Regions from separate parts of the Triticum aestivum genome. Here region 2 is linked to region 1. A link is a contact called in public Hi-C data. All regions are on one chromosome and are shown on one strand. The core of a region is the stretch at or near the end of the contact, and the rest is flanking DNA. Distances in the headings are between cores, read along the strand shown. Region 1 holds the start of LOC123155855 (transmembrane 9 superfamily member 2). Region 2 holds the start of LOC123156877.

What was found. Hi-C and Micro-C count contacts between places; a contact is called where the count stands out from the background.
Region 2: a contact with region 1 is called in a Hi-C map of leaf, with 6 times the contacts expected there. The contact joins the promoter of LOC123156877 here to the promoter of LOC123155855 in region 1. A contact is called at or near these places in 2 of 5 Hi-C or Micro-C datasets (both in leaf).

The regions. Positions count from the first base shown.
Region 1 is chr7B:338,109,568-338,113,602 of IWGSC CS RefSeq v2.1, reverse strand. LOC123155855 (transmembrane 9 superfamily member 2) reads left to right here and starts at 2,346. Exons shown (of 8, transcript XM_044573999.1): 1 at 2,346-2,643; 2 at 2,719-2,911; 3 at 3,644-3,684; 4 at 3,806-4,035. The coding sequence starts at 2,760.
Region 2 is chr7B:338,641,989-338,646,023 of IWGSC CS RefSeq v2.1, reverse strand. LOC123156877 reads right to left here and starts at 1,947. Exons shown (of 6, transcript XM_044575071.1): 1 at 1,701-1,947; 2 at 1,432-1,617; 3 at 1,003-1,169; 4 at 795-879; 5 at 648-716; 6 at 231-525. The coding sequence starts at 1,802. The coding sequence ends at 355.

The DNA.
Region 1 (4,035 bases), core at 1,097-3,596:
TGGTTCTCTCTCAGAAATAGCAAGTTGGAAGTGTAGGTTCGTTCTGATGGCTCTCTCCACAAATGAAGAGGAGGTGGAGGGGTATATATAGCCTCCACACAAAATCTAACCGTTACACACAACTTACCAAACTCGGTGGGACCGAATTGAGAAACTCGGTCGGACCGATTCAGCAAATCTAGTGACCGTTAGGATTTTCGGCGGGACTGACATGCAACTCGGTAGGACAGATATGGTTAGGGTTAGGGCATAACGTAATCTCGATGAGACCGATTACACAAACTCGGTGGAACCAATTTTGGTAATAAGCTAACCAGAGAGTTGGTCAGGTAAACTCGGTGGGACCGGTTCGCTCATTTCGGTGGGCCCGAAATGTTACGAAAAGGAAACAGGGAGTTTACATTGCAATCTCGGTGGGACCGATCGCTCATCTCGGTGGTACCGAAACGTTACGAAGGGAAACAGAGATATTACAATCCCATCTCGGTGAGACCGAGATCCCTATCGGTGAGACCGATTTGCCTAGGGTTTGTGGCAGTGGCTATGACATCTGAACTCGGTGGCGCCGGATAGAAAGAATCGGTAGGGCCGAGTTTGACTTTTGGTTTAGGTCATATGTGGATGTGGGAAAGTAGTTGAGGGTTTTGGAGCATATCACTAAGCACTATGGAGCAAGAAAGCCATTAAGCAACACCTCATCCCTCCTTGATAGTATTGGCTTTTCCTATAGACTCAATGTGATCTTGGATCACTAAAATATAAAATGTAGAGTCTTGAGCTTTGAGGTTGAGCCAATCCTTTTATCCTTAGTATTTTGAGGGGTCCACTTTTCTCATCCATGCCATGCCATTCATTGAGCTTTTCCTGAAATACTTATCTTGAGATAGCATTAGCTCAATGAGCTATATGTTGTTAGGAATTACCAAAACCACCTAGGGATAGTTGCACTTTCAGGCACCCATGCATCTCGACGATGACGTCCTCCGCAACGGTAAGGAGGCCTTGCTGCTGCTGCATGTGCGCTCGCCGAGGCAAGCCGGACCACCTCCGTCGACTCCGGCGGCCGCAACGTGTTGCGTTGCAACAAAACTAGTGCTACGACTGGAAACTGATGTGGCGAGGCGTCCGATGCTGTCGTTGTTGCAGGGGCTATTGTCGTGTGCTCGTCGGGACACGCCAAGGCATCTTCCTCAACTCCGGCGGCCGCAACTGTTGTGCTGCGCTGCAACACCACCAGTGCTGCTGGTGGACGGAGCCACCGGCGACTGCTGCATCGCAGCACTGGGAGACACCAGGGGCTGCTCCATGCCAACACCGAGCACGACGCCTCCGACGAAGGTTGAATGCAGCTCCGACGAAGCTTCATTGCAGCCCCGATGGAGTCTGTTCCATTCCCATCGCGGCTTCAACGACCCGACGACGCTCCAATGCAGCCCGAACGACGCTCCAATGCAGCCCAGGCGACGCTGCATAGGAACACTGGCTACCCCGGCGACGTGGCATAGCAACACTGGCAACCCCCGCGACGGCTGCACCACATCACCGGCAACCCCGGCGACGCTGCATTGCAGCCCCCGGGGGCCCCGACGACGCTGCATAGAAACACGGGCGGCCCCGGCGGCCCTGCATAGAAACATGGGCGGCCCCGGCGATGCGGCATAGCAACACCGGTGACCCCCGCGACGCTGCACCACAGCACCAATGGCCCCGACGACTCAGCACCGACGAGCCCCTCGCTGCAACACCCACAGCCCGCTTGAAGCACAGGCAGCGGCGTCGTTGCAGATCCTCGGCGGCAGCTTTACCCCGCATGCGGCAACAGACGTCGGTTGTGCTTTGGCTTGCAGAAGCGGTTGGTGTTTGCGGCGGGATGCTTGCAAAACGCCCCATGTTTGGAAGCAGGTGGTTAGCCTTTGGATCGAGCTTCTCTCTTTCCCTGTTAAGCATGTGAAAAACTGAGAGAGAGGGGATGGGGAACGACGAAGAAGACGGGCAGGGAGAGGATAAGGATGGGATGAAGAGCGTTGAGCGGTGAGCGGCCCCCACATGCTAAAGCGTCTAGTGGGGAGGTGGCGCACGCGCCCGAGACCAACGCCGCTGGATCGGTTTTGATCGCACGGCTCGCGATGCGATTTACGCGAGGCAAACATCAGCCGGTTTAAAACAAACTATTTTCTAATAAAATTCATCGTGTTTGTACGAATTTCGTGTGATTAATTAAAACCCGGCTTCAAATGCATACGGACAACGATGTATAACCGGCTCCCCTATCTGAACTTCTTCCGCGTGAACGGACGGCGGAGCAAATTTGCGCCCTTGCCCCTGTTTGGGAAAGAAAATGGGTTTCTCCGCTCTCCATTCCCGATCCTCAGTGAAAGAAAAACCTACCTCCCTCACAAACGACTTTTTTCCTCTCCACCATACCGGTACCCTTCCGCTTCCTCCCCGCCCCCAAGCTCCGATCCCACCCAGTGCGGCTCTAAAATCCCCCCCTGCAGTCTACCGCCGCCGGCTCGCCGCGCAGCGAGTCGCCGCCGACGTCTAACCCCTCCGCCTATCACGCGCGCGCCTCGCCGTTTCCGTTCTACATCACCTTGTCCCTGCTGTCTCTCGACCCGCGATCTCGGAGCATTGGTTTCTGAGGTACTACGAGCTTCTATTCATCCAGTAATAATTACTTAAAGGCTTTCTAACCCTCCACTAATTCTGGGTGCACAGCATCCAGATCCGCCCCTTTTGGGTCGTAGGTGCTCGCAGTGATGGTGAGGATGGAGGCGGCGGGTGCTGCTCTTGCCGTGGCCCTGTTGGCTTGTATGGTGGGGGCTGGAGCTGATGACTCTGATCACAGGTACAAGGAGGGAGATCGTGTCCCGCTCTACGCGAACAAGGTCGGCCCTTTCCACAATCCAAGGTATAACGGTCTCGTGATGCGCCACAAGCTTTTGTAGTTCATGTCTGGTCCCGTTGTCTGTCTACAATACATGCACGAGTTAGGGCTTCGTACTGCTGTCTGTGATGCTAACTAAGGCTAAATGAGAATAGGATTGCTGCCGAATTAACACTAGGAATTCCTGTTGGCACTTATTAGTAGTTATTATAATAATAACTAAGCAAGCACAAGTGGGGTCATTCAATGATAGGAGGGAGGCAAGAGTAGTTAGTATCAGTTTTTGTAACTCGAATGTCGCTTCATAAACTACGACCAAGTAGTATGGATGTCCCAGTCACAAGGAAAAGAAATTTCTGCTGGTAATGATGCCTTCTAAACTATGGTAATTTGACAGTTCAAGCATCACTTTAACAGTTTATGTTACTCCCTCCGTCTTCATAATGTAAGAAGTTTTTTGACACTACACTAGAGTCAAAAAGCGTCTTACATTATGGGACGGAGGGAGTACTAAATAGCAGCTTTGTGAGAATTGAATTGCTTTTCCGTCAGACCATAAAAAAAAAAGGGCAGCCCCAGTGCATGTAGCTCCCGCTTGCGCAGGGTCTGGGGAAGGGTCCGACCACTTTGGGTCTATTGTACGCAGCCTTTCCCTACATTTCTGCAAGAGGCTGTTTCCAGGCGTGCTTCTGTTGTACGCAGCCTTTTCCGTCAGACCATGATCAGGATAATTCAGTTACTCTTTGTCTATTGCAGTGAGACATACCGGTACTATGATCTACCCTTTTGTGCACCAGGTTTGTACTTCTTAGAGATGTCACATGCCTTTTCTTGTTACTTGCTCTATTTAGCAATTCGTTGATTGGTTATGCCCAAGTCAGTTTTCCTTGTTATTGGCTGCTGCATGGCTTTCAATAGAACACCCAAAGGACAAAAGGGAGGCTCTTGGGGAGGTTCTAAATGGTGATCGGTTGGTTGATGCACCATATGAGTTGAACTTTAGGGAAGATACGAACTCCAAGACTCTCTGCAAGAAAACATTGTTCAAGGAGCAAGTCGCCAAGCTCCGGGATGCAGTTGCCAAGGATTACTACTTCCAGATGTATTATGATGACCTACCTTTATGGGGATTCCTTGGTAAACTGGAC
Region 2 (4,035 bases), core at 698-3,197, 530 kb before region 1:
TTTACGACATCACTTCATCAGCAACAACTCATCAAAGGGGCTTCTGTCTTACGAGTACATATTAGTGCATGCCAAGGTGAGGCATGTCTTTCAATACCAACACCACATGAATGCCCACAACCATTTTGCAGAAAATCACCACTGCGTTGAGAGCAACATGACTCCAGAGACATTTCTGGAAAGTGACTGGCCTCTGGTGACAACATGATCCAAAGAATATTGGACTGCAATTAGCCTCAAACATAACATGTTTCATTTTACCCCTTCATTACTGGAATTTTCTGTTAAATAGAGTACATGAGCAATCGGTTGAGCTTGTCGGCCAGAACAAAATTTCGGAAGAGACGAACAAGCCTATTGAAGGCCATATACAAGTAAAGCCCCTATGCCAGCGATGCCGATAACCAAACTGACTATCACCGTAAGAGGTGGCAGTGCACCGCCAATGGGCTTCCCAGACTCTACGTCGTATCTCGCGAATCGCTTCTTTGGCGCATTGCACTGGGGACAGCCATACTCATCAGGCTGAAAAAAAAAGTATATGAGAAAATCGGTCATAAGTCATCAGGCTGGCAAACTACAAATGAGCACATGTGGAAAAGCTGATTGGTGCTAATGGAATTAAGGAAAAATATGTCTGATCTTACCTGTTCTTCAAAAGCCTTGGGTAGAAAGTATATGTATCCACAATCAAGGCAGATGTGTGTTGCTCTAGCCTGGAAAATTGAAGGTATATATTGAGTGAGGCCTATAAGAAGTCACACTGTAGCGACCAGGGACTATTTTGATATTACCTTCTGTGAATCAGATAACTTCCGGCCAAACCGAGGGGGCGCCGGCCTCTTGGGCAGGCGCTTCACATCAATATCACCACCACCCCTGATGTCATGGCGCAAAATGAGAATCTTGTAAACTCCACCTTACAGGGAAATTCAGTTTCCTGAAATCCTGATATCTGAACAGAAGCTTCGGAGGCAGAAAATGAGGAGAAGAGGTGCATACCTGCTTACCACAAAGTATACAGAGTCTGGCTTTGCTTGGATGGCTGTCTTGGTGAATCCCAGCTTGTCTGCCGGCCACAATTCATCACCGAAGAAGCTGCTTGTATAGAGCACTTGGTCACCCGACTTGAGCCCTGCTCTTGCTGCATTCCCTCCTGACTCCACACCCTACCGTGATTAAATCACAAACCAGTCCGTTTCCTTTTAATCCCAGCTGCTAATTGCAATCCTTGTGTATTAAATTTCTATCTAGTTTATTCAGTTTATCATTCATCATATTATTCTTGTTTTTTCTTTCCTTTAAATAGTAAAGTATAAATAAAGTATGTCAAAAGAAGCAGCTAAACCTAGGTCATGATTCGGATTCGATATTTTCTGGAAGAGAACCCAAGGTGGAGGAAAGAAGAGGAGGGCGGCTGGTAGTACTGACGGTGATGACGACGCCGCCGCCGGACTTCTGGCCAAGGGTGAGGCCGAGCGGCTTGTCGACCTCCACCTCAATGTTCTTGGCCGCGCCGGCGGTCTTGGCATTCACCTGCACCAGCCTTCGCCGCGCGCCGCCCCTGCGCAACCACCTGCTATCCACCAAGGAAACCCCACGGAAGGCAGTTTTCTTCTGCACCAACACAGACGAGAGCATCAACAAGACAACACAAAGGATGAAAGAAACATCAAGAGGGAGAAAAAAAGAGCACCCACGGCTGATGATGTTGAGAGGATGGAAGGAAGTGACGAGTGCTTAGCCCTGACGACGGAGCAGTGCTTGGAAGAGGCAGACACGGAGGAGAGCGTGGCCGCCATGGTGCTGGGCTGGGAGGATGGCTGGTGGTGGTGTGGAGGAAGATGATACGCGCCATTTGGATGGAGATGCTGTGGCTAAGACAAAAGTGATGTTTGTGGTCTCAAAATCAGGAGGTCGTGTGGAAACTGTATGATGTATGAATTGCATATATATTGCTCATGTGCAAAGGCATGTATATATAATGTACAAAGGTGGGTCACGATCTCAACTATACAAAACAATTAGGAGGTGGGTCCAATACACAGATATGCACAGACCATATACTCAACACCCCCCGCAGTCGAAGCGGCACTGCTGCTGATGCAAAGACTGGACCGGAACTCCTCAAATGACGTCGTAGGCAAGCCCTTGGTCATGATATCTGCAAATTGTTGGGAAGTAGGAACGTGTAGAACACGAATATGGCCAAGAGCCACCTGTTCCCGAACAAAATGAATATCCAACTCAATATGCTTGGTCTGACGATGATGCACCGGGTTAGCGGAGAGGTAGACCGCAGAAACTTTGTCGCAGTAGACCACCATAGCACGATCCACAGGGCAAGAGAGCTGCTGAAGCAGCTGGCGAAGCCACGAACACTCAGCAACGACATTAGCCACAACACGATACTCAGCCTTAGCACTAGAGCGAGAGACCGTAGGCTGCTGCTTGGACGACCACGAGATGAGTGAAGGTCCAAGGAAGACACAATAGCCCGAGGTGGAGCGACGAGTGTCAGGGCAGCCCGCCCAGTCTGCATCGGAGTAGGCGTTGAGGGCGATGTCGGGGGAGGCGTGGAGCGTGACGCCAAGGTCCATAGTGCCACAGACAGAACGGAGAATTCGCTTCACAGCGGCCCAGTGAACGTCCCGAGGAGCATGCATATGAAGACACACCTGCTGCACGACATACTGGATCTCCGGTCGAGTCAGAATGAGGTACTGGAGAGCACCAGCGATTCCGTGGCAGAGAGCTTGGCCTTCGTATCGACAGGCGTAGTGGCAGGCTTGCAGTTAAGCATGCCAGCACGATCTAGAAGCTCATGAGCGTACTTCCGCTGATGAAGGAAGAAGCCATCCGGACGGCGCACCACCTCAACACCGAGGAAGTAGTGCAAAGGACCCAAGTCCTTGATGGCGAACTTAGCACGAAGACGTGTAGTGAGCTGACTGAGAAGACCAGTCGTAGATGATGTCAGGATGATGTCGTCGATATAAAGGAGCAAGTATGCCGTGTCGGAGCCCTGCTGATAGACGAAGAGCGATGCGTCCAAGCAGGTGGAGCAAAACCTGAGCTGGTGTAGAAACACCGCGATGCGCTGGTACCAAGCGCGCGAAGCCTTCTTGAGTCTGTACAAGGACCACGAAAAAAGGCACACGTGGTCGGGAAGTGCTGGATCAACAAACCCCGTAGGCTGCTGGCAGAAGACCTGCTCCTCGAGGTGACCGTGAAGGAAGGCGTTAGAGACGTCCATCTGGTGCACCGGCCAAGCATGGGAGACCGCAGGATGAAGAACCATGTGAATCGTGCCGGGCTTAACAACCGGAGCGAAGGTGTCGGTGAAGTCAATGCCAGCACGTTGACGGAAGCCACGAACAACCCATCGCGCTTTATAGCGATCAAGTGTACCATCAGGACGGAGCTTGTGTTTGAAGACCCACTTTCCGGTAATCACGTTGGCGTGCCGGGATGGGGAACAAGTTGCCACGTCCGGTTGCGCAGCAAAGCATCAAACTCCTCTTGCATCGCAGCCATCCAGAGTGGGCCACGAAGAGCGGCTCGAACGAAGGACTGCAATGGTTGTGGCATAGAGGTGGATGTCGTGTGGACGTAGTCATCCGAAGTGTAGCGTGAACTCGGGCGAAACACGCCCGGACGAGCACGGGTGACCGGACCGACCGCTGATGGCTCGGTCGTAGTCGCCGGAGCCGCCTGAACCACGGGCGCCGAGGCCGCAGGCGAGGGAAGCGCCGAGGCCGACGCAGGCGCCGAGGCAGGCATGGGGGCCGCAGGCACGGAGGCCGCAGGCGCCAAGGCAGCAAGCGCGGGGGCCGCGGGCGCAGGGGCCGCGGGAGGAGTGGGCGCCGGAGCCGCGGGCACCATCGCCGCGGTCAGAGGAGACACCGGCGGGGGACGCGCCTCAAGCCAGGGGCGGGCTGAGAGCGGTGCGCGAACGCCCTGGGAGAGGCGTCGAGGCTCCCGTGTCACCAGTGGCGGGAGGAACTGCCGGGGGAACCTGCTGAAACGGAAACA